7 separate regions of the Mus musculus genome follow, and regions 1, 2, 3, 5, 6 and 7 are each linked to region 4. The links are chromatin contacts, called in public Hi-C, HiChIP or PLAC-seq, Micro-C and promoter capture Hi-C maps. All regions are on one chromosome and are shown on one strand. The core of a region is the stretch at or near the end of the contact, and the rest is flanking DNA. Distances in the headings are between cores, read along the strand shown. Region 1 overlaps Acvr1b (activin A receptor, type 1B). Region 2 holds the start of Hoxc11 (homeobox C11). Region 3 holds the start of Fignl2 (fidgetin-like 2). Region 4 holds the start of Krt18 (keratin 18). Region 5 holds the start of Hoxc5 (homeobox C5). Region 6 has its middle 8.6 kb from the start of Gm52200. Region 7 holds the start of Hoxc8 (homeobox C8).

Region 1 (3,374 bases), core at 204-2,703, 840 kb before region 4:
CTTAAATGGCTTAGTAGTGAAACTCTTACCTAGCTCGCCTGAGGCCCTGGATTCTGAAAATATCAGCCTGTCAGAAAAGCACACCCATCAGATACAACCCTGAGAGGTGCCCGTAACAAACACCAAAAAGCTGTAGGGAGGTTGGGCGAGGGCCAGGGAAGAAGTGGTGGGCCCTGATGCTGTAGGCTGCTGTTGCTCACACGGTGTATAGTGGGGTTAGAAACTGCAGCGTGGGGGCTGCACAAACCCCCGCATGCACTGTCCTGATAGACTGTCCAGTGTCCCTAAGGAGTAATGAATAAACTAAGGACCATGGTCGCTCTAGCTTTCAGAGCTAGAGAACTGGTTGTGTTCATAACCAATTCTTGGACAGAACAGGCTGCTGTGTAGCGTGCTCCTAACTTTCTGAGGTTTTGGGTATCCCCTGCGATATCTTGTGGCACTGTGAGTCTAAGGCTCTGTAGTGGTTCCTGAGACTTCCCAGCTGAGCGCAGCCTGAGCCTCTGTGTCCTCCTGACACAGGAGACTGTGTGTACAGCACACAGAAGCCAGAGTCAGCTCATCCTGGGACTTGGCTTTTCTCAAAACAACCTTTTTCTGAATCAGATTTGCATTCACATCCTACCACAAACCACCTTCTAGTCAGACAGACTTTGACCCATGCTGTAGTCCTGTCGAGGTGGTTTTGTCTCAAGTTCAGTTCTGACTAATTAGACTCATCAATAACAGAGTCTGTGCTGTGGAGAGAGGGCTCGTGTTCTGACACCCCCCCCCATTTGATTGGCCATTTGATTTATTTTTATATATTTCAAAATGCCGGGGACCGAGCCCAGGGCCTTGCATGTGTGAGACAGGCCTCTCATCTGCTGACTTGTTCACACAGTGAGTTGGTGCCTCTGTGGTAGTCACTGCTCGTGCTTGCTGATAGAGTAGGGAGTGTTTTAGGTGACTGTGTTGTTGTACACACGTGCAGGTGACCCTGTGGCAGTACACATGTGTGCAGGTGACCCTGTGGCAGTACACATGTGTGCAGGTGACCCAGTGGCAGTACACGTGTGTGAGGTGGCCCTGTGGCAGTACACATGTGTGCAGGTGACCCAGTGGCAGTACACGTGTGTGAGGTGGCCCTGTGGCTGTGCACATGTGTGCAGACTTTTGACCTGATGAGTCATGATGAAACATGACAAGAGGCTGTTGTCATTAGCCCGGATTTAGCTTTTCAGAAAGAATTAAATTTAGGATATGAATTTATAGTAAGTTCAGCATATGCTTATAATTTTATTATTGCTTCTTCTGTTTCAGTGAAGAGTATTAGCAGATGAGTGGTGAGTGCACGTGTCTTTAAAGGACACAGCAGACTGACTGAGACAAGTGCTCTGGACCTAGACCAGAGGGAAGAGAGCTTGTAGCTAGCGAGAACGTGATGTCATCTTCTTCACTTCCTTTTTCCGGTTGATCAGGAGGAAAATGAAGTGCAGAGATAGTCAATGACTTCCTGAAGCCACACAGTCCCACAACCATGCAGCGAGCTAGCAATTTCCTCTGAGACTGTGGCTCACCTCTTCCTAGTCATTGTTAAGAAATATTTTCCTTGTTGGGGTTGTTTTCTTTCAATTTTTACATTAAAAGGGAGGTTCATATGTAAAGTATATTACTATATATAATGTTTATATGTTGTGTGAGCCTTATTAACAGTCCTTCACAGCTTCAGCCCAAAAGAGACTGTCACAGTTAGGGTAACTGTGTGCTCCAGGTCATGTGGCTAGTATTGGAACTAGCACTTGAGGTTCAGGTCTCTGTGACCTGTTGCTCTGTGATGCCCACTGTCCCTCCTGCTATGGTAGATTCAGATCCTTCCAGGGTGCGGGTATGGCGATGGTTATCTTCACAGTGTGTCTGCTTGGGCTTGCCGCTCATCTGTAAAAAGCAAAGGTGAACACAGTGAGAGTGGGGTGAGCCTTGCTCAGGGTAGCCACAGCACTTGGCAGGCGCTTGGCTAACTTCCCTCTTGTCTCTGTAAGATAAACGGTGTTTGCTGGTTGGATAGTGGAGACCTAGATAGGCTCAGGGACTTGCCTGCCTGCTTGGCCCGCTCCTTATTGCAGGCCCACATGGCCCACTTCCCAGCTGATCCTGGGCCCTTCAGCATAGATTTCACCACTTCTGTTCTTTCCTGCCTTACACCAGGCCTGCTTAAGTACTTCCCAAAAATAATGAGCCATGTGTGGGCGTGGTCATTCTCCAGAATGAATCACTGTGAGCGAGGCCAGCATCACCGAAGGGGGAACAGCTATCGGGAACCAGAGACTCCCGTCTCCTCTGCCCCACTAATTGATGGACTCTGAGGTGACTGCTTTTGAAAAGGCCGTGTGTCTCACTCGGCTCAGAATAGTCATCTCTTGAAGTTGTTAATTTTCCCTTTCTTGCTTCCCAAAATAGACCCAATGCTGTTGTCTTTGCTGGACGTCACAACACGGTGCTGAGAGGTGCTCCCTGTGGGGAACCCCTAAGGGACACAAAGGGACTTGTCAAAGGCGCCTTCTTGGATTAGCAGGACTCCAAAGGAAGAAAAGGGGGTCTTGCCAAGTTTTCTGAGGCTTGAATAAATTTTAAGTTCTTAAGAGGAGTAAGACAGAGCCTGGCTTAGTAGCCCAGGCCTGTGATCCCAGCACTGTGGAGGCTAGGGGGTGGAGAGTTCAAGGCCAGCTGGTTACTTAGTGAAAACTGTCTCAAATACAGTAACCAATAGGAAAACAAACAAAAACAGACCGAGCGAGAAATTTCACCCACAAGTTTGGGAGGAAGATCTGAGGCTTTTTTAGTCGTGGAGCTAGAAGAGTAGAGTGAGTTCCAGGGGAGCTTCCTGTGGAAATTGCTTTCATGACCGATCTGCTCGCAGTCCCTACTTCACACTCTCTGTCTGTGAGAGATGGTACAGCCCAAGCTGCTCCCGGGCAGCTGTGTGCTTGGGAATTCATCTCAAGAAGATAGAGATCTCCTCACACACTGTAAAGAATACAGCAGGCCCTGCCTGTATGGAAAAGCTTCCGTCTACCTGCCTGCCTCACAGTGCTGCCTCATACCCTGTGTCCTTGTGTCCCTGTGTCCTTGAGTGGGAACAGCAGAGGGGTTGCCTCATTGATAGACACTCTGAGGTAGCTTGGGTTGTCTGGGGTATGCAGAGTGAGCGATGACTTCCAGAGTAGAAGAAGAGATGAGGATAGGCTTTTCTAGCCTGGGCTTCTGTTTGGATTGGGCCCAAGCCTTTCTGTTTTAGCGGCTTAGTGTGCAGGTCTTCCCACGGCGGGTGTGCCATGGAGGCCTTGCCCCTTTCCCTCTGTCTCCTGGTGGGCGAGCAAGCACTTCATTCAGCA
Region 2 (3,210 bases), core at 425-2,924, 930 kb after region 4:
AAATAAGCTAGCCATTTCTGTCTTTCCTGTCTGACTGGGGCTTTCAGTGATTCATCCTTCAACAAAGAAAATCAAATTAAATACACTTTAAAGCGGGAAAACCAATCTGAAGGCGGCCCTGAGGGTGGGGGAATGGTTTAGACTACCTTTGGTTTTGTCTAAGAGTACAGGGTTGAGTTGCTCTTTTCTAAAATGTTATGTCCTGACAGCTCCTTCTTAGGACCAAGGTTACTGCTGCTTTCTGTTTGTGCCAGTTGTTTGGGCACCATGGATCCAGCCCAGAACATTTCCATAAAGTTATATTCAGATGCCCAGATGTATGTTGTAATAGCCAAAGGGACTGGAGGTTTAAGGAGTCATTGAGTATTCCCCTATGGACACAGCGGTCCAGCAAGGAGGGTTTATAGACTTGGAGAAGGGCAGGGTTGGACTGAGATGTAGAGAAGAAATAGGAGTGAAAGAGGCTGGGGACTTCAGGCCCTACCCTGCCTACTTTTTGATTGGTATTAGAGATAGACACCTCTACCCACCTAAGCTCCCCAAATCATTAAAAAAAAAAAAACCTCTCCAAATGTAGTTCCCTTAGCATACATCCTGCCTGGACCTTATTGCCAGCCTTCTTTTCAGCCTATTAGCTGAAGCTGAGCTCCCAACCCGAAGGGCCCCAGATAGAGAAGATAGATGACTCTCACTCTAAATCTTTTTCTTTGGGGTTTGGGATTTTAAAATCCACAGTGAATGTAGCTTTCTGCACATTGATTGACAATAAAGGCAGGCATGAAATATTCACCCAGGGCCACTCTCTCATACTAAATATTTAACACAACATTAGAGAAGGTTTTTCCCAGACTTCGCCAGGCACCGGCTGGGCGGCTGGCGCACTGCTCACCACTGGTTTATGACTAATAGGAGTCCCTAGCCAGCGGCAGCACAGCAAGCTAGACAAAGTTGGGACACTGGCTCATAGCTGGGCTGCCTCACCTTTGGGAAACTTCAGATACTCTTCCTGGGAGCCTGTCCTATAAGGGAGCGCACCTTATTCTGGTCAGGAAAGTAATATAAAGGACTTCTTATGAACAAGCTCTGATTCTTCAGGTAGAGGGTTAAGAGTCCCTGAAACTTGTTGGGAAGCATCCAATATTTCCGGGGAAATCAGGCAGGAAAAGACCCTTTCTTTTACCCCCCGCCCCCCAGCTTGTCATAAGGAGGGGACCAAGACCCCGAAACGGAAAACCCTTCTCCTTCCCCCAATCCTAGGGGGGAAAAGAACAGCAGTTAAAAAAAAATACAATTACCCCCTCCCAGCCACCGCCCCCGCCCATCCCACCGCCCACCCCACCCCAACCCTCTCTCTCTCTCCTCCTTTTCTCGCTCTGTGGAATGGAGAGGAGGGGAGTGACGAGAGAAAAACGAATACAAATCTGCAATTGATTTTCATAATGTTTCTGCGGTGTTTGCAAACCAATCGCCTGAACGTCCCCGATCTTACCTAAGAGAGAACCCCTCCTACGTCTGCGAAGTGCTCCGAACTGATATATGACAATATCTACTTTGGATCACGTGCTCGGGGAGAGAGACTAAGACGGATAACGCGTCATCTCGCCTTCCCAAAATTTCCCCCCTCGCTAGATCGGGTCCAAAACCTCCAGCCGGAGGAGGCAGGAGAAGAGAACGATGTTTAACTCGGTCAACCTGGGCAACTTCTGCTCGCCTTCGCGCAAGGAGAGGGGCGCTGACTTCGGCGAACGAGGGAGCTGCACCTCCAACCTCTATCTGCCCAGTTGCACTTACTACGTGCCTGAGTTCTCCACCGTCTCTTCCTTCCTACCCCAGGCTCCCTCTCGTCAGATTTCTTATCCCTACTCAGCCCAAGTGCCCCCGGTCCGGGAGGTCTCCTACGGCCTGGAACCGTCCGGGAAGTGGCACCATCGGAACAGCTACTCGTCTTGTTATGCGGCGGCCGACGAGCTTATGCACCGGGAGTGCCTGCCTCCTTCCACAGTCACTGAGATCCTCATGAAAAATGAAGGCTCCTACGGCGGCCACCACCACCCCAGCGCCCCGCACGCGGCCCCCGCCGGCTTCTACTCCTCAGTCAACAAGAACAGCGTCTTGCCCCAAGCTTTCGACCGCTTCTTCGACAACGCCTACTGCGGTGGGGGAGATGCGCCCGCCGAGCCCCCCTGCTCCGGCAAGGGCGAGGCCAAGGGGGAGCCTGAGGCGCCCCCCGCCTCGGGACTTGCGTCCCGGGCAGAGGCCGGTGCTGAGGCCGAGGCCGAGGAGGAGAACACGAATCCCAGCTCGTCCGGTTCTTCCCACTCGGCGACCAAGGAGCCGGCCAAGGGAGCCGCCCCCAGTAGGTAGCAGCGGCCGGGAACCCGAGGGCAGCGAGGGAGGGAGCGGAGAGGGAGGGCTGGAGTAGTGGGGGGGGGCAGGGGAGCGCGGACAGCCTCGTGTTTTGGGTCAGTCTGATTTTATGTGGAGTTTTATAAGCATTCAAAGGATTTTATTATAACCTACAAAGCCCTCTCTCCCAACGACTCGACTTTTTACGATGGAGAAGGGGTGGGGAGGGAGGGAAAGGGGCTCTTTGGAAAAGCCGGGTGAGCCCCCCTCCTCCGTTATCTCCCTCGGTCTGTGAAATTTTTAAAAGTGCCACCATTGCGGGCGATATTAACTTTGATCGTGAACTTAGAGGAGCGTTTAAGAAAGGATGGGGAGTCGGACTGCTGGGGGGTTGGGAGGGAGGGGAGGGGTGGAGGGGGAAAGGGGAGGGCGAGGGACAGACTGGGAGAAATCCAGAGAAGGGGAGAGGTAAGGAACAGAAGCGACGCGGCAGAACTGGAGTCCAGGGAAGCTCTCCAAGGCCGCTCCTCTTCTTTTTAAAACGACTTTTAAAAATGTTCAAATTACGTGTTCGCGGGTCTTTGAGAAGAAACCGGGGCAAGCCGGGGTTTGGCGGTGGCAGGAGAGTGGGGAAAGAATCAGAGATTCCCTTGCTCTGCAGGGGAAGGTAGCGGTGGCTCTCCAGGGTCCGAGGCCTCTCTCTGGGTAGGCCCAGCCTGACTGTACGCAAGCCTGGGGCAGGCAAGCGGCTGGGTGTCCCAGGGCGCCAGGGCACCACAGGAGGCTCGTAGGTGTCCTGCTACCTCTACGGGCTAGTTTGCTCCCGATTCCTCACTGCTCTCTCCTGATCTCACTCCTTCGCGC
Region 3 (3,336 bases), core at 402-2,901, 970 kb before region 4:
CCGTCGGGCAGCGCCACGTAGAAGCGCAGCGCGAACCGCCGGCGGGTAGCTTCGTCCAGGGCCGCCGGCCGCGAGGTGGTACCCACCACCAGCACGCCGTCGGCGCGCGCGCCGCAGCTGCCGTCCAGGCAGGTCAGTAGAGGCGCCCGCAGGGACGCGCCGTCGTCCCTCGCCGGCAGCAGCGCGTCCAGCTCGCTGATGAGCAGCACAGCGGGCGGGCGGCAGCGCGCAGCAGCAAAGGCCGCCTGCAGGAGGCGCGCGCCCTCGACGGCGCCCGAGGCCGCCAGGCCGGCTCCGCGCAGGCGCAGCAGCGTGGCACCTAGTCGGGTGGCGAGGCAGCGCCCCAGCAGCGCCTTACCGCAGCCGCGGGGCCCGAAGAACAGCACGGTCCGCGGCGGGAGCGCGCTGCCGGGACAGGCGGGCGGCCTCAGCAAGGGCCAAAGCAGCTCCTCCTCTAGGGCCGCCTTGAGCGCGCCCTGGCCCGCCACATCCGCCCACTGCACTGGGGGCCCGCAGTCTACCATCTTGCTGCTCACCAGCTCCAGCGCCCCCGGGTCCACGCCCTTGGCGGGCTCCCCCGACGGCTCCGCGAAGCCTCCGTGGGCGGCCGGGACCCGCTCCGGGAACTTGTCAAAGGGCTCGAGCTGCGGCGCGTAGGCGGGGGAGCCCAGGACCTTGAGAGGGCCGCCGCCGCCGTACTTGCCGGTCCCATCCTCCGTCGCCCCGGGTGGCTTCGAACGGAACCCGTTGCCCCGACACTCGGTGTCGTCCGCGGCGGGGTAGGAGGCGCCGTCGGCCGCGGGGGCCTTGGCCGGCTCGTAAGCGTACTTGCGGTAGCGGGCTTCCGCGCCCTCGTCCACCGCCTTGCGCTTCAGCGACACGCCCTCGGCGGCCGCGGGGAAGCCGTAGGGCGCGGGCCGGGGTGGCGCGGGCGCGGGCAGGGGCGTGGGCGCCGCCAGCCCGGAGGGCAAGTAGGGCGCGGGCGGCGCGGCGGGCGGCGGGAGCGCCCCGTAGCCGGGCTGCGCCGCGTAGCCGGCCGCCGGGTAGTTGTAGAGCGGCGCCGAGGGGCCGTAGCCGGGCGGCGGCGCTGGCTGCAGCAGCGCGGGCGGGGGCGGCGGGGCGAGCGCGGCGCTCGTTTGCGCGCAGTAGCCGGACGCCAGGTACCCGCCTCCGTAGCCCGCCGCGTACTCAGTGGCCGCCGACGGTCCCCCGCACGCGTTGCCCGTGTACAGCGGCTCAGTCAGGTTGCCAGCTACTACCGGGGAGCCCCCGAGGCCGGCGGAGCCACCCGCGCCAGCCGCCTTGGCTCCCGGGAGGCCTTCGTGGAGCGAGGCTAGAGGGTAAGGTGGCTCTGGCCCGGGCCAGGGCTCCGGGTCCCCTTTGGCACCGTTGAGGAAGGCGGCGTCACCGTAGCTGCCCAGGCCCGGGCGCTCGTAGTCCAGGACTCCGGAGTACTTCTCGGCGTAGCGCTTGAGGAGGTTGGAGGCTGTGAGGGCGGAAATGTCGTCGTGTGCCCAAGCGTAGTGGCAGCGCTGGCGACCCCCTGGAGGCAACTCCAACTTGTGAGCCGGCGACGGAGTGGTGGAGGAGACGTCCAGGTGCTGCTCTGGCCACTGGTTTAGGGGCTGGGCGTGTTCCGGTGTCCAGTGCATCTTCAACAGAGCTGCAGGCGAGAAGAACAGCGGCTGGTCAGCTCCTGCAGTGGCTCTAGGGACCCACTGACAGCTTGGTTAGCCAATGACAGGCTACCCGAGACCCTTTAGACCTAGAGTTAGTTTTTTAAAATAGTTTGCTGTACTCCAAGAGGAATGCAGAAATGCCATAGTAAACCTTCACTCCCGGCAAGTTACCCTGACCACACCGGCTATGCCCCTCCATGGACCAGATCGAGGGAAGGGCCAGACCATGTGAGGCTCACCCGTAGCAGACACTTGCTGTTCGCTCACTATGGGCCAGCCACTGCAGCGTATCAAGGTTTGTAAAGATTAGTGCAGCCTGTCCAGAGCTGCTGGATATGAGGCCCAACAGGTTGACATCCTACTCTGTCCACCTTGGCGTTCCCTTGAGATTCAAAGGTCCACCATAGGCCCTGGGATGTGAGCGTACCCATCAGCCCTGGAAACCACAGTGGCTAGCCCAGCAACCTTATTTCCTTGCGGTTTGATTTCTTCCGGCCTTTGGCTAAAGCTCAATCTTCAGGTCATACCCCTCCCCGCCCCAACCCACTCAAATTTATATTATGATTCGTAACAGTAGCCAAATTAGAGTTATGGAGTAGCAACAAAAATAATTTTGTGGTTGAGAATTACCATAACATGAGCAACTATATTTAAGGTTGCAGCATTAGGAAGATTGAGAACCACTGGCCTAAAGAAACTAGAACCTGGGAGCTGGAGAGATGGCTCAGTGGGTAAGAGCACCGACTGCTCTTCCAGAGGTCCTGAGTTCAATTCCCAGCAACCACATGGTGGTTCACAACTGTCTGTAATGGGGACTGGTGCCCTTTTCTAGTGTGTCTGAAGACAGCTACAGTGTACTCATACACATTAAATAAATAATAAATAATTTAAAACAAAAAACTAGAACCTGACCGAATGCTGTTTGTTTGCCTGCTACCTGCTCCATCCAAAATGACTCTTATCACCTTACAAACATTATTTGGGATGAACAGATGGTGTGCTGAGGTATGTGAGATAGTACGAGCATGCAGATCATGTCAAGTGCATCACAGGGCTGGTAAAGTACCTGCCTCATCTCATGCTCGGGGACCCGGGTTCTATCACCCGAGGGGTTAAAGATGAACCCTACTTTGTTCTGAGCTCCCCAGTCACCAAATGAAGAGGGAGCTGTGGTCAGACTCATTTCACAAAACACCCTTACTCAAAGGGAGCAAAACTATTTGTGGTGTGGGGATCCTAGAGCCAATCTGTGAGATACCACCTCTGGACCATGAAGAGGGTAAATGTTCCCAGGCTGGTCCTACACCCTCCTCTAGCACCCATCAAGGCACCAGTCCTGAACCAATAAGAGATACAGGGCCCAAGAAATAGAACCATGTAGGCACCTGCCTCCAGTGAACCGACCTGACCCAAGGACAAAATTCCAAAGATGACATAAGCCCATGGCATACTGATTTTACAGTGATTATTTCTCAAGCCCAAAGCTTCCAAACTCTGTGTTGGTATGTGCATATTTTGCTGCACTGGGGTTGGAACCCACAGTCTCCCGCGGGCCAGGTAAACACTCCCAAGCTTCTTGGCAATATCATATCAATCATATCAAATCCTGCATGTCCTACTAGGCCTGGGGTTAGATCAAAAGGTATCCCGAATGGTT
Region 4 (3,032 bases), core at 345-2,844:
CCCCCTTGCTCTTCTGATTTTACTTTTCTGTGTGCTCGCACTCACACAGTCAGTTCAGCTGGCCGCTCGCTCGATAAGGATCAATAGGTCCACTCCAGAGCAAAGAGCATGGCCACAGGTATAGCAAACACCAAGTCCTGCCGGAAAAACGGGCTCCTGGTGCTGACCGATTCCAACCTCAGGGTTTCTCCCTCCTCATTCAGCAGGAGTGGTCATCCAGCTGGCGAGGAGGGGGTGCGGGGGTGCAGAGGGGCTCTTTCCCCCAGAAAACAAGCTGGAAAGCCAGAAAGCATTATAAAAATTGACCAGGAAGGACCGAAGAAAAGGCCCGGGGAGCAGGAGAAGGGGACAGATGCAAGGGGGTGGCAGAGGTTGAGGTGGGGGATGGAGAGGCAGGCAATCTGGTTCAAACTTAGCTGTTTCTACATATCTGGTCTATGGACTCAGACCCCAACCTGTCCAGACACAGTATAATCTACAGGAAGGACAGTGGTTCTCTCTTCCTTGCTGTTCCCATAGCTACTAGAAGGTGTCTAGCAAATACTGGTTAAATCTATGTGCTCTTGGGTTGGCTGTGTTCTCAGCTGGTAAAGTGGTCTGCCTGAGGAGTATGAGGCCTTGGGTTTGGTCCTCAGCACCCTGTAACCTGAAAGTGATGGAGTCTCATGCCTGGGATCCCAGCACTTCAAAAGTGGGACGGGAAGATCAGGAGTTGAAGGCCATCCTCAGCTACATGGAAAGTTCAAGACCAGCCCGAGCTACATGAGACCCTGTCTCAAAAAAGAAGGAGGAGGAGGAGGAGGAGGAGGAGGTAAATGGTAGGTGTCCAGACATAGGGATACCTCTTCTACATAATCACAAAGGCCCCGATAAAGCCTCCAGGGAATGAGTTGAATGAGGACATGTGTACCCACGCGTTTGAGGATATGTATTTCCACGGTTCCCTATGGAGCCACAGCAGTGTCTTGGAACCATGGGGCCGGAGCAGAAAAACCAAGAGACCTGCCCTCAGGTTCGTGTTTCTCTTCTTTTTGAGCTCCCAATTTTCTTTCCCCAGGATTCCTGGGGTTCTAGGACTGCCCCCAGACTTAAGCTGGCGACATGCCACAAAATCTTCACCCTAGTGAACCCCTCTTCTGTCTGTGTAAATGGAGTTTGTTTGTTTGTTTGTTTGTTTGTTTGTTTTCGAGATAAGGTTTCTCTGTGTAGCCCTGGCTGTCCTGGAACTCACTCTGTAGCCCAGGCTGGCCTCGAACTCAGAAATTCGCCTGCCTCTGCCTCCCAAGTGCTGGGATAAAGGCGTGCGCCACCACGCCCGGAATAAACGGATATTTAAAACGCCATTTTTTGCCCTGAAAACAGACACTCAGGGGCTAACACCACCTGCTATCCTTTGTGCACCCCTTAGTTATCCACTCCCTGTGTCGGTGAGGATGGCAGGTATGCTGAGGGCGTGTGCAGAAGTGGAGAAGGGCTGCGACCTGTTAGGTCACAGGAATCCCGATCCTGGCGCCCCCGGCTCCGGTGGCTGGGGCGTGGCCTGCTGGGGGAGGTCCCTACCTCCTCCCGCGGCGATATAACAACAGGTCGAGGACTGCCACCCTCCGCGGCGGAACTCCTGTTCTGGTCTCTCGCTTCGCTCTCCTCTCCAGACAAGATGAGCTTCACAACTCGCTCCACCACCTTCTCCACCAACTACCGGTCCCTGGGCTCTGTGCGAACTCCCAGCCAGCGGGTCCGGCCTGCCAGCAGCGCAGCCAGCGTCTATGCAGGTGCTGGGGGCTCCGGGTCCCGGATATCCGTGTCCCGCTCTGTCTGGGGTGGCTCTGTGGGGTCCGCAGGCCTGGCGGGAATGGGTGGAATCCAGACCGAGAAGGAGACCATGCAAGACCTGAACGATCGCCTGGCCAGCTACCTAGACAAGGTGAAGAGCCTGGAAACTGAGAACAGGAGACTGGAGAGCAAAATCCGGGAACATCTGGAGAAGAAGGGGCCCCAGGGCGTCAGAGACTGGGGCCACTACTTCAAGATCATCGAAGACCTGAGGGCTCAGGTAAGGGGCCTAAGGGGGGAGGGGCAGTAGCTCCGGGCTGTTCTGTCTATCCAGTGTGCCCACACCCCCAAACTTGAATAGAGTGTGGGCTGTTGACTCCCTCCACTCTTTCCACATTCACCACATCCCCCCACACACACTCTATGGGACGGAGTTAGGAATACTCTGGACTCTCACCCACAACCTGTAGGAATTCCAAGCGTAGTGGTTACACACGCGAGCCGGCTTCCCCCAAGCAGTGTAGTGGGAAGAGAACAGGATTGGAAAAAAAATAAAATAAAAAGGTGTGTGTGGGGGAATCATAAAATGAACTCAGACACTCACTTCTTTTCCAGTAGGAACAGTTAGAGGGTTAAGCGGATGTGGCTAAGGCTGAGTCATCTAGGAGTAAACAGGAGCTTACCTGTAGGAGGGGCCAGCGGGACAAGTGGGGGGGGGGGGCGCGTCCCAGGACGGGGGGGGGGGGGGGGGTTAGCAGGTGCACCTGGAGAAGATGCCAGGAGAGGATCAGAGAAATCTTGTTGGAAGCTGCTCTTTTGTAAGCAATCCAGATAGTGCAGGCCCTGGCAGAGGGGCAAGGAATCCAGGAAGGGAGAGGAGGCTCAGGTGGGAAGGGAAGACAGAAATACACGCCTCTGACTGTTCCTGGGACTGGGATGGATTCACTGAAACACAAGACGTGTTTTCTCATCCCCCACTTCTCCACACACACACACACACACACACACACACACACACCCTCATGTGACCCGGAACTCTCAAAGCGACTCTCTCCACTTTAATCCACCCAGATCTTTGCGAATTCTGTGGACAATGCCCGCATCGTCTTGCAGATCGACAATGCCCGCCTTGCCGCCGATGACTTTAGAGTCAAGTAAGTCCGGGGCTGCAGCTGGAGCTAAGAATGGCCTACTCCCAGAACTGTATTAGAGTAGGGTTCCTTCCTTTCCGAAGTTTATTCAGGTTAGGGTTCATTGAC
Region 5 (3,192 bases), core at 353-2,852, 990 kb after region 4:
GAGCGATCCAAGGACGACTGGAAAGAGAAAGACTGGAAACTGAGTTCTGGCCTGTTCTGAGACTCCTGACCCGCCAGACAAAAGTCCTTCTTCCTTACAGCCCAGCCTATCTGGTTCCTGCCTCTTCTCTCCTCAAACCTGGCGCATGAGGGGCACAGTAGGACCCTAACCCTTTTTCAGATCCAGCCTTCTTTCCCCAAGGCTCAGCATAGAAACCTGAGTGGGCCTAGGGGAAGAAGTGTGGGTGGGAGGTCTCCCGGAGGGGGAAAAATCGGTCTGAGTTTTCCAGACTCTCCAGGTCCCTGCCACCGCCCCCCTCCTCCAGATCCTCGGCCAGCGGGGGTTGGGGGGAGAGTTCTGGCAGAGACTGAGAGTTCCTCAGTTCCTGAGGAAATGTGGGCAGTAAAGAGTAGGGTCTGGGACTAAGAAAGGGGATAGGACCCAAAGGTTGAAGAAACCCTGGCCAAAGACTGTGTCTGGGTTGCCCGACTCCCTGCCTGCCCACCCACCTCCCCATGAGCCTTCTATCTTGAAACCTGGGCTAAGAGCTTACCTCTAAAAGAACAAAAGCAGACTTTTATCTCTGCCTTGCTCATAATATTTGTGGAGGTTTCAATCTTGCCCCTCTATGCTCTTGGGGGTCATCTGAAATATCTGGCATTCTCATGGTACCACATGAAGACCACACAGAGCTGTAGAAGGGCCCTCCAGTTCATTGTGTCTAGTTACATGCATAGGAATGTTGCCTCTTGCAACATGTTAGGGTTCCTAACATTGTGAAGTCTACCCAAGTTCACCTGGCCCCTCACCTCCAGTCACATCCCAGAGAGTACCTAGGACTCTCAGCCTCAGGACCTGTCTGCTGCTTCTGCTCATTCAGGAACCCTCTCTCCTCTTGGGTATCCTGCCTACCTCCCAGAGGTTAATTTTTCCAAGCATACAAGACAAGCTTCTCTTTATCAAAACTGAGTTCAATCCTCCCAAGCAAGAGACCTTGACCTTTAGTTTAGGTAACCCAAGATATGTCCTCCTGGCTCTCCACGCTGGGCTTTAGCTACCCCAACTCTCTTTCTCAGTCATCATTGAAGTTTGGAAGGCTCTGGAGGTAGGGAACTGGCACTATTCGTTTCAAAAACCACCGGTGTAATTCATAAATAAGGCCTCATCCTTTCTCAATTTTAAGCAGAATTTTAAAGACAAGCTCAATGGGTTAGTTTGTCCAACAAGCAACAACTTCTCCACAAACTGACTGCTAGAAGGCCAAGCGATGCTACAAGATGAAATTCCTCCGAGTCGGCACCAGGTGTCGCTGTGAGCTCGTTGTCCCGACTACCCCCCAATTCCAAGAACCATTTTTTTTTCCTCCCCCTTGCTTCTCTTTCTCTTTCATCCCCCCCCCCCCAACCCCCGGGCTTTGCCAACATATCAAGATGCGTTTCGCCGGCTTCCATCACTAACCTCCCGGAGGTCATCAAGCCAAATTTATGAGTGGCCGCTCCAGTCACGTGACTCTATTTAAGGCTCCCTTATTTGGGAAGAGCGCATAGGATAAAGAAAGAGATATCTCCACCTATAAATTGTGCACTTTGGAGAACAAAAACCCCCTCAACTTCAAAGAGTCACAAATCACCCTTAATCAAAAAGGGTGCAGAAATTTTTTTTGGGCCCTCCCCGCCATGAGCTCCTACGTAGCCAATTCATTCTATAAGCAGAGCCCCAATATCCCTGCCTATAACATGCAAACTTGTGGGAACTATGGATCGGCCTCAGAGGTGCAGGCATCCAGGTACTGCTACGGCGGATTGGACTTAAGCATCACTTTCCCACCGCCTGCGCCTTCCAACTCTCTCCACGGGGTAGACATGGCTGCCAACCCCCGGGCTCACCCCGACCGCCCCGCCTGCAGCGCCGCGGCCGCTCCGGGACACGCTCTGGGCAGAGACGAAGCGGCTCCTCTGAACCCTGGGATGTACAGTCAGAAGGCGGCTCGCCCGGCGCTGGAGGAGCGAGCTAAGAGCAGTGGGGAGATCAAAGAGGAGCAGGCGCAGACAGGGCAGCCTGCCGGACTGAGCCAGCCACCGGCCCCGCCACAGATTTACCCGTGGATGACCAAACTGCACATGAGCCACGGTAAACTTTAGGACTTCATTTTGCGCGCTCGGGTCCGCCTGGGTTTTATAGGCCATGCGGGGCAAATAAAGAAAAAAAACCTGCGGCCATAAATTTTACGATCCAGGCATCAATGGCTCGTAAAACTGTCCACTAAAAGGCTTAGAGGCTGTGTGCGCCCAAATTTACGACGACATAATTGGATCATAGGAACAAAACGTGTATAAAAGGCAATATTCAATTTTGGGGGGAGAGGGAGGGAGTTAAAAAAATAGAGGGATCTGAAGGGTGAGGAGCATGGGGCTCCAGAGTGGGGATCCCCCCGCGGCTCCCTCCCTCCCTCCCCTGCGGAGCCGGCTCGGCCAGTGCTCGCGGCTCCGGAGGATTCCAGCGACTCGGGAGGGGCGGGAGGGGGGTCCCCGGTGCTCGGATCTCGAGGGTGCTTATTGTTCGGTCCGAGCCTGGGTCTCCCTCTTCCCCCCATCCCCCCTCAGCCCCTCCGGCCGCAGAGTGAAGGCGGCGGTGGAAAGTTTCCTGCCCAGGCGGAGGCGCTTCTCCCGGGACCGGGCCTGCCCGCCTGCGGCCCTTCTGGCCTGTCCCACCGCGCTCACCTCTACTCCCTCCGACCACGGGTGGGGCCTGGGACTAGGGTGGGACGTTGGAGTGCTGCACGCTATTCATCCCTCCCTGGTTTGGGGGAATTTATGTTCCAGAGACGGATGGCAAGCGGTCCCGAACCAGTTACACGCGCTACCAGACCCTGGAACTCGAGAAAGAATTCCATTTTAACCGCTACCTCACTCGCCGCAGGCGCATAGAGATTGCCAACAACTTGTGTCTCAACGAGAGACAGATCAAGATCTGGTTCCAGAACCGCAGGATGAAGTGGAAGAAAGATTCCAAAATGAAGAGCAAAGAAGCTCTTTAGAGGAAGCAGGGAGCCCTCAGAGAGCACCCCGGTCTGCTGTGGTCCCTGCGCCCTTCCTTTTCGGTTTTCCTCCTTCTAGATTTTGAGGCGGAGGCTAGAGCACTGGCTCCGGGCCTCCCAGACAAAAGCGCATTTCTTTGGCATTCCGAATCCCC
Region 6 (3,405 bases), core at 681-3,180, 700 kb before region 4:
TGATCTATCTATCTATCTATCTATCTATCATCTATCTATCATCGCATCTGATTCATGCTTGTGGATCAAGATGTAAGCTCTCAGCGGCTATGCAAATACATTTCTGCTTGCCTGCTGCCATGTTCCCTACCACAAGGGCCATGTGCTCTAACCCTCAGGGACTGTGAGCCCAAATGAACACTTGATAAGCTGACCTGGTCATGGTGTCTTAGCCCCAGCAATAGGAATGTTACTAGAACAGTCCCCAGGACTGTTAAATCTCAGGACATCTGCAGAATGAAGGTGCCCAATTACATGATATTGTCAATAGGTGCTTGCCAGGTGAGCAAGTGTGGAAGTGTTCAACTTTTGAAGGCGTGGTGCGGTGGGGCCTTTGAGACGGTTTCCTGTAGGTAAGTGGGCCGGGAGCTGGCTGAGGGCCAGGATGACCATGAATTCCTGATCTTCCCTTACCCCACTTTGCTGAGCTAAATCCTAGACCTGAACCTCATGGAGATGCCCTCATGGTTCTCTTGGGAGGGCTAAGCCCATAGCCATGCCCCTTCCCCCTGGGAGGGCTAAGTCAATAGTCACCGCCCTTTCCCCCTGGGAGGTTAAAGCCATAGTCATGCCCTTCCTCCTGGGAGGGCTATCCCATAGCCACGCCCCTTCCCTGGGGGTGAGTCTAAGCCCAGAGTTACGCCCCTTCTCCTTGGGGGGCAGTCTAAACCCATAGTCACGCCCCTTCCCCCTGGGAGGGCTAAATCAATAGTCATGCCCTTCCTCCTAGGAGGGCTATCCCATAGCCACGCCCCTTCCCCTTGGGGGGCGGTCTAAACCCATAGTCACGCCCCTTCCCCTTAGGGGCTCTAAGTCCATAGTCACGGCCCCTTCTTGCAGAGATACTTAATTTTCACGAGTGTCTTAATTTTCTGTCCTAAGGATTCACCAACTTGGTGGCTTAAAACACCAGAAATCGATTACCTCACAGGTCTGTAAGTCCATGTTTATATCAAGGGGTCTGCAGGGCTGTGGCCCTGGTGAAGGCTCCAGGGCAGACCCTTCTTCTGCCTCCTTCTGCTGGCTTTTAGCAGCTTGGAGGATTCCGCAGTCCTCGTAGATTTGCTCTGAGCTCACCACGTGCCGGTGTATTCTTCTTGTCAGTTTCTCACAAGGATACCTGTCATTAGATTTAGGGTTCACTTGGGAACTAGAGGGGATCTCACTTGCATACTCCAGATGAAGTCATCCTCCCAGGTAGATTTTTCTGGGGCCATTGCTCAACTTACTTTAGGGTTTTTGATCTAAGCCATGTATGTTTCATAGGTGGGAGAAGATTCTGTGGGTTCCTGACGACCTCACCTGGAGGACTGCTTTGGCCTGTTTGGCAAGTTCGTCGGTTTCTCTTGTGTATGCACACTGGTGCCCCTCTCGAGTGGCTCATAGGGCTACCGGCAGCTCCCCCAGAAAGCTGTTTAGAGAGGAGGGTGGAGTAATGGGGCTATATAGAGAGGTTTGGTTAAGCCCTACTTCTGCCTGCTACAGGGACTCCACGGGTGGGTCCTCCTGTACAAACTCATTGACAGGAAGGGAACCCTTCCGTTGGTTCCCTCACCTTTCAGCCCAGGCCCACGTCACAATCTCACTCATCAGCTTCAGGGCACTACTCTGCCTACTTTTCGAGCTCCAGTCCAACCATCACTGAGTTGAAGGAAGACTCAAGCTGCAGCACCGCTTGCCTCTGTTTCCTAGTTCACTCACCCTTGCCAACTGCCTGGTGGCTTTCTTCACCAGCTCTGGTTCGGTCCCAAGAGCCTAAGGAGGTCTAGTCCTATGTTGTCCACTGGAGGGCGCTCCTGCTCCGTGGAACTTGCTGTTTCCCAGTGGGGGCAGGGCTGCGGCAGCTTTTCTGCGGGAGGTGGACAAGAGAGGCTGTTGAGCCTGCCCAGCAGGTCTGGGTGTGGTGTGAGGAAGCTGCAGGCCTGGGAGAGCTGGGTTATACACACATGGTTTAAAAGGTGTGTGTGTGTGTGTGTGTGTGTGTGTGTGTGTGTGTGTGTACATGAGGAGAAGGGCAGTCAGTGATGGTGTCAGTTGTAAATGTCCTGGTTCCTCTGACTCTCTCAGGCCTAGGGTCCCCACAGTTGTGTTGTAAGGACTCAGGTAAAAGACTGAGTCTGGCCCTGTCCACCCCCACTCCCTTCCACATTTTCACTCAAGGACAGCTTTGGAGTCTTATGTCACTCTTCTTATAAGTGAGATTCAAGCAACCATACATACTCCTGCCACAGGACCATCATGGGATGTGCTGGACATGCAGGGGTGTGGGGTGGGGATCTAGTTCGGAGTCAGGGTGGCAGGGGATGTCAGGTGGAGAGAGCTGGGCTGGAGAACCTATTGCTCAGAGGTGCAGGTGTGAAAATAGTGTGCAGGTGTGAAGTGTGTACCCAGGGGTGAAGAATGCCCAGGTATGAAGTATGTGCAGGTGTGAAGAGTGCACAGGTGTGAAGTGCTGCAGGTGTGAAGAGTGCCCAAGTGTGAAGAGTGCGCAGGTATGAAGTGTGTATCCAGGTGTGAAGAGTGTGCAGGTGTAAAGAGTGCCCAGGTATAAAGAGTGCCCAGGTGTGAAGAATGCCCAGGTGTGAAGTATGTGTGCAGGTGTGAAGTGTGTGCAGGTGTAAAGAGTGCCCAGGTGTGAAGAATACCAAAGCTGTTGCTGGGAGTCTGGGTGAGAGGGAAGAGGGCCTTTGGAGCTGGAACCTGGAGCCTGCCTTAGGGCTATAGGGAGGCCTAACATGGGCTGGAGGAGTATGGGGCTGGCCTGGAAGGAAAGATGGCTTTCACTGTGCCTGGGCACCATTTTGTACATCATGGGGTCCTGCTGGGTTGGGCTGGGTGTGGCTGGCAGACAGTGGATTCTTGGTTGCTGTGGTGGGTTGAGGGTCACTCCGTGATGAGGACTGCAGGCTGAAGGCGGAAGTGTTTGGAGGGTTGTGCTATTAACCCAGGCTTTTGAAAGACCCACATTGTGACAGGGAGAATCATCCCTCTGATGAACATGGGGTGAGTTGAGGTTGGACGGTGGGGGCAAGAAGGGCAGGGACCTGGGCCATGATGGCTGCTGGAGAGCAGGGCGGGTTTCCTAGGAGGAAGAACCTCTTCACTGAACTGAACTGAACTGAACTGAACTGAACTGAACTGAACTGGAGAATCTATGAGAATCTGCATCTCTACTTGGGACACCCTGGCCTGGGACCTGGCCTTACCTGTCCCCAATCTCCTGTCTCCCCTGGTTCCCACTGCCCACAAGTGGCTGTGACTCCTGGCTAGGATTCTGGTGTGAGCCCTGGTTATATGGAGACCTGGGATTGGGTAAAAGAGCTTCAGCCTCAACCCCACTGAGTGACGTGACATGACAGGGCCTCG
Region 7 (3,171 bases), core at 84-2,583, 960 kb after region 4:
CAGTGTGTGTGTGTGTGTGTGTGTGTGTGTGTGTGTGTGTGTGTGTTTGGAGTGTGCTCCAAGGTGGCCTCACATACTGTAGAGGAAGAAGACAGGGGGAAAAATCATTCTTATTCATCTTCATGAGCACAATAGCCCACACGCACACATTGTTCTTATGCTTTCTTCTCTTTTCTCTCTGAATTAAGCCCACATAACTGCAAACACCATGGCCAGAGAAGGGTGTTGGTTATTTTTTTTCCATTAGAATTAACTTGAATTTGTCCAGTCTTGGGCATGGGGATGCTGCCCCCGCCCAGAAAGTGTGGGTAAATATTTAAAGAGTGTCTGTTGACAGTTCCCTTCCACATCCTGGCCTGGGCAGCCTGCCTGGAGAAGGGCTTGTGTGTGCAGGGAATCCTGAGGGCCCCTCTAGGTTGAGCTGGCATTTCCTAAGGGATGGTGGTTTATGAGAACCAGTAAGAGGTCTACTCTTTTGCACCCTTCAGTCCAGCTGTAATCTCCAAAAATGAAATCTCTTGAGTTGGGCTAGACAGAAACCTGGGCACACAAACTATTCCTTTGAGTCCCCATAAACAGCTTTGCTCTCAGGTTCTCCCAGCCAAGCCTATTGGGGTTCCCTACTCCTTGGAGAGGTTGCTTTCTATAGGTCATGCTGAGGCATATAGAGTGCCCCCCAAGAGCAGTCAAGAGACAAGAGTCCCCAGGATATAAAAATGACAGAGCAGCTCCAGACCTTGAAGAGAGACCAGAGGCTGGAGATTGTGCAGGCTGAAGGGTTTGGGGTACATGATCACCATGCTGGGCTTCTCAGAGTCCTCAGACTTAAGGAACCTCAGAGAACTCATCTTTTGGATTGCAGGCTCAGCCCTGACTTACTAACTCTCACCTCCTGGGGGTCCTCTACCTGTTGAGGTAACCTGAGTTGACCTGATGGCTCAGGTATCTCTCAAAAAGGAAAGAAAAGGGGGAACACCTTCAAACTAGAGTGCACACCTTGGAAAAGCTGGCCTTGTCCATTAGCTAGGGCTGGCTCACCACCCCCTACACACACCACACCCCCATTCCTCGCCTCTCCTCCCTCCCTCTCCTCCAGGTCCCCCCCCCCAGCCCTGAACCCCCTCTCCCCCAGTCTCTCTCTCTCTCTCTCTCTCTCTCTCTCTCTCTCTCTCTCCCTCTCCCTCTCCCTCTCTCTCTCTCTCTCTCTCTCTCTCTCTCTCTCTCTTGCTCGCTCGCTCGCTCGCTCGCTCGCCTGTCTTCATGTCGTGGATTGATGAACGCGAATCGCGTGTAAGCGCCGCCACCGCCGGGAGTCTGAGGAATTCGCCTGGGCTGTTAGAGGAAAGAGCTAAGTGAGAGCGCGCGCTCTACCTACCGACAGTGAGCAGAGAGCTGCAGCCGCCCGAGCCCGCAGCCGGCACCGCGCCCCCACCTGCCCAGCCCCCAGCCCAGCAGTCCAGCCCGGGGGAGCCGGCCAGCTTGGGGTTCGGTCCCGGGGGGAGGGGAGTTTCGGGGATACCCGGCGGGGGAGCGTGATCCAAGGGGAGGGGGCCGCGGGTTTTCATGTACCCAGCATGAGCTCCTACTTCGTCAACCCCCTGTTTTCCAAATACAAAGGCGGCGAGTCCCTGGAACCGGCCTATTACGACTGCCGGTTCCCTCAGAGCGTGGGCAGAAGCCATGCGCTGGTGTACGGGCCCGGCGGCTCCGCGCCCGGTTTCCAGCACGCCTCGCACCACGTCCAAGACTTCTTCCACCACGGCACCTCCGGCATCTCCAACTCGGGCTACCAGCAGAACCCATGCTCGCTGAGCTGCCACGGAGACGCCTCCAAATTCTATGGCTACGAGGCGCTCCCCAGACAGTCCCTTTATGGGGCTCAGCAAGAGGCGAGCGTGGTGCAATATCCCGACTGTAAATCCTCCGCCAACACTAACAGTAGCGAAGGACAAGGCCACTTAAATCAGAACTCGTCTCCCAGCCTCATGTTTCCATGGATGAGACCCCACGGTGAGAAGCCTTTTCTCTTTCCCCCTTGGTCTCCCGCGCTCCGGGGTCTTCCCCCCTCCCTCGCCTCCTTTTTGTCTGCCCTAGCTCGCTTTCCTTCCTGGCTTTGGGGGTCTCTCCCACTCCACTCCCGTGCCTGGGTGGGTTCCTGGGAGATTGAAAGGCTTGGCTGGGGGTGGAGCGTGGGGTGCCTGAGACATTGTGCTTGTTGGGGTGAAGGTGGGGGAAAGGTGACTTGTGGGTGCAAAGGGTTAAAAATCGTTTTCTCTATTCCTTCTGTCTCTCCTTCTTCCCATCTGTAAAGCCAAAGTTGGGGAGATGGCTGGCAAGGACACCCTAAGTAAACTGAGGTTATCAGTCTTTGGGGTTGGTAGCCAGTTTTCCCAAAGACATTTCCCAACGCCAGCCATCCCAAGACAGTGACCAGACTGTTGGGTGAAAAGGAGACCCTTTGCTATCTCCCCCTAGTCAGGGAGAGGGGCAAGACCTCCCCTCTCCCAAGGACAAGCATTCTGCCTCTCTAGGATTGTCACTTCTTCCCCTCAGAGAAGCAGCCTGAAGGCCACTACCCCAACTTTTCTGTACTTCCTCCAATTGAAGAGAAGACTGAAAGCCCGAGAAGAGGAAAATGATTGCTCAAAAGGAGAGAGGGGTCATACCAAGTAGGGGCCTCTGAGATCCAGGGTACTCGAGTCAGGCTACCCGCCAATCAAGAACTATGGAGTCTCTTGGAAAGCTGTTTAGGTCATGAGCCCCTCCAAGGGTGGCCCTTCATGGCCCAATTTCGAAGTACAGGGGGAAGAGATAACGACAAGTTCCGGCAGGGATGGCCCTTGATTTATTTTTGGTCTCCAGTTAGCAATCAGGCAGAGCAGTGATACATTCCAGAAGATCAATTATTTTTCTTATTGGAAAAGCATTAGTCAGAGATCGGCAAGGAGGGGGCAATTGGCACAGCCCCCTCTCCTTTAACCCCAGCCCTTTTCCTTTCTTTTGGAAACAGATTATTTCCCTAGGCCGCCTCACTAAATGCCATTCTGCACTTGTAAACAAAGCTGCAAGGGCTAAGCTGTAGGCCTGAGGGACCCTGATGGCTTCCTTGTCCACCTCAAGCCCTTACTTTTCAGACAACCACGTCCCAGCCCCCACCGTCACCCACCTCCC

Evidence for each region. Promoter capture Hi-C pulls out the DNA fragments that hold promoters and counts their contacts. A called contact is a pair of places that touch in the nucleus more often than the background predicts. HiChIP or PLAC-seq counts read pairs in DNA pulled down with a chosen protein or histone mark.
Region 1: a contact with region 4 is called in a promoter capture Hi-C map of liver, with 5 times the contacts expected there. The contact joins the enhancer-like site here to the promoter of Krt18 in region 4. A contact is called at or near these places in 13 of 39 promoter capture datasets (the 3T3-L1 cell line, 3T3-L1-derived adipocytes, the C10 cell line and 8 more), 1 of 115 datasets of contacts at active chromatin or transcription factors (extraembryonic endoderm stem cells) and 1 of 9 other capture datasets (embryonic stem cells).
Region 2: a contact with region 4 is called in a Hi-C map of embryonic stem cells, with 5 times the contacts expected there. The contact joins the promoter of Hoxc11 here to the promoter of Krt18 in region 4. A contact is called at or near these places in 1 of 39 promoter capture datasets (embryonic stem cells) and 1 of 484 Hi-C or Micro-C datasets (embryonic stem cells).
Region 3: a contact with region 4 is called in a promoter capture Hi-C map of liver, with 4 times the contacts expected there. The contact joins the promoter of Fignl2 here to the promoter of Krt18 in region 4. A contact is called at or near these places in 6 of 39 promoter capture datasets (3T3-L1-derived adipocytes, embryonic stem cells, hippocampal neurons and 1 more), 2 of 484 Hi-C or Micro-C datasets (both in embryonic stem cells), 1 of 115 datasets of contacts at active chromatin or transcription factors (embryonic stem cells) and 1 of 9 other capture datasets (embryonic stem cells).
Region 5: a promoter capture Hi-C map of embryonic stem cells shows a contact between it and region 4. The contact joins the promoter of Hoxc5 here to the promoter of Krt18 in region 4. A contact is called at or near these places in 3 of 39 promoter capture datasets (all in embryonic stem cells) and 2 of 484 Hi-C or Micro-C datasets (both in embryonic stem cells).
Region 6: a contact with region 4 is called in an H3K27ac HiChIP or PLAC-seq map of trophoblast stem cells, with 10 read pairs. The contact joins the enhancer-like site here to the promoter of Krt18 in region 4. A contact is called at or near these places in 17 of 39 promoter capture datasets (3T3-L1-derived adipocytes, the C10 cell line, the SN4741 cell line and 9 more), 1 of 484 Hi-C or Micro-C datasets (pancreatic cancer cells), 14 of 115 datasets of contacts at active chromatin or transcription factors (the NIH/3T3 cell line, a colorectal cancer cell line, craniofacial prominence and 9 more) and 1 of 9 other capture datasets (embryonic stem cells).
Region 7: a contact with region 4 is called in a Micro-C map of embryonic stem cells, with 4 times the contacts expected there. The contact joins the promoter of Hoxc8 here to the promoter of Krt18 in region 4. A contact is called at or near these places in 2 of 39 promoter capture datasets (embryonic stem cells and stem cell-derived epiblast-like cells) and 1 of 484 Hi-C or Micro-C datasets (embryonic stem cells).

Annotation. Positions count from the first base shown.
Region 1 is chr15:101,189,523-101,192,896 of GRCm38.p6, forward strand. All of the region lies in intron 1 of Acvr1b (activin A receptor, type 1B), which reads left to right. Among named protein-coding and RNA genes, the nearest start is that of Mir6962, 2.7 kb to the right of the region's middle. Within about 2 kb of position 1,454, at least 80 of the 459 cell types and tissues checked have an H3K27ac peak or open chromatin away from gene starts, as enhancers often do. A contact at or near this core is called in liver, where this site is marked.
Region 2 is chr15:102,952,852-102,956,061 of GRCm38.p6, forward strand. It overlaps Hoxc11 (homeobox C11), which reads left to right and starts at 1,675. Exons shown (of 2, transcript NM_001024842.1): 1 at 1,675-2,356. The coding sequence starts at 1,675.
Region 3 is chr15:101,052,748-101,056,083 of GRCm38.p6, forward strand. It overlaps Fignl2 (fidgetin-like 2), which reads right to left and starts at 1,652. Exons shown (of 1, transcript NM_001214911.2): 1 at 1-1,652. The coding sequence starts at 1,652.
Region 4 is chr15:102,026,622-102,029,653 of GRCm38.p6, forward strand. Krt18 (keratin 18) reads left to right here and starts at 1,595. Exons shown (of 7, transcript NM_010664.2): 1 at 1,595-2,053; 2 at 2,845-2,927. The coding sequence starts at 1,658.
Region 5 is chr15:103,012,406-103,015,597 of GRCm38.p6, forward strand. Hoxc5 (homeobox C5) reads left to right here and starts at 1,603. Exons shown (of 2, transcript NM_175730.5): 1 at 1,603-2,130; 2 at 2,823-3,192. The coding sequence starts at 1,677. The coding sequence ends at 3,037. It overlaps Mir615 (microRNA 615), which reads left to right and starts at 2,505; the gene lies at 2,505-2,596.
Region 6 is chr15:101,325,606-101,329,010 of GRCm38.p6, forward strand. No RefSeq gene overlaps it. Among named protein-coding and RNA genes, the nearest start is that of Gm52200, 8.6 kb to the left of the region's middle. Within about 2 kb of position 1,931, at least 62 of the 459 cell types and tissues checked have an H3K27ac peak or open chromatin away from gene starts, as enhancers often do. A contact at or near this core is called in a colorectal cancer cell line, pancreatic cancer cells and trophoblast stem cells, where this site is marked.
Region 7 is chr15:102,989,206-102,992,376 of GRCm38.p6, forward strand. It overlaps Hoxc8 (homeobox C8), which reads left to right and starts at 1,334. Exons shown (of 2, transcript NM_010466.2): 1 at 1,334-2,010. The coding sequence starts at 1,575.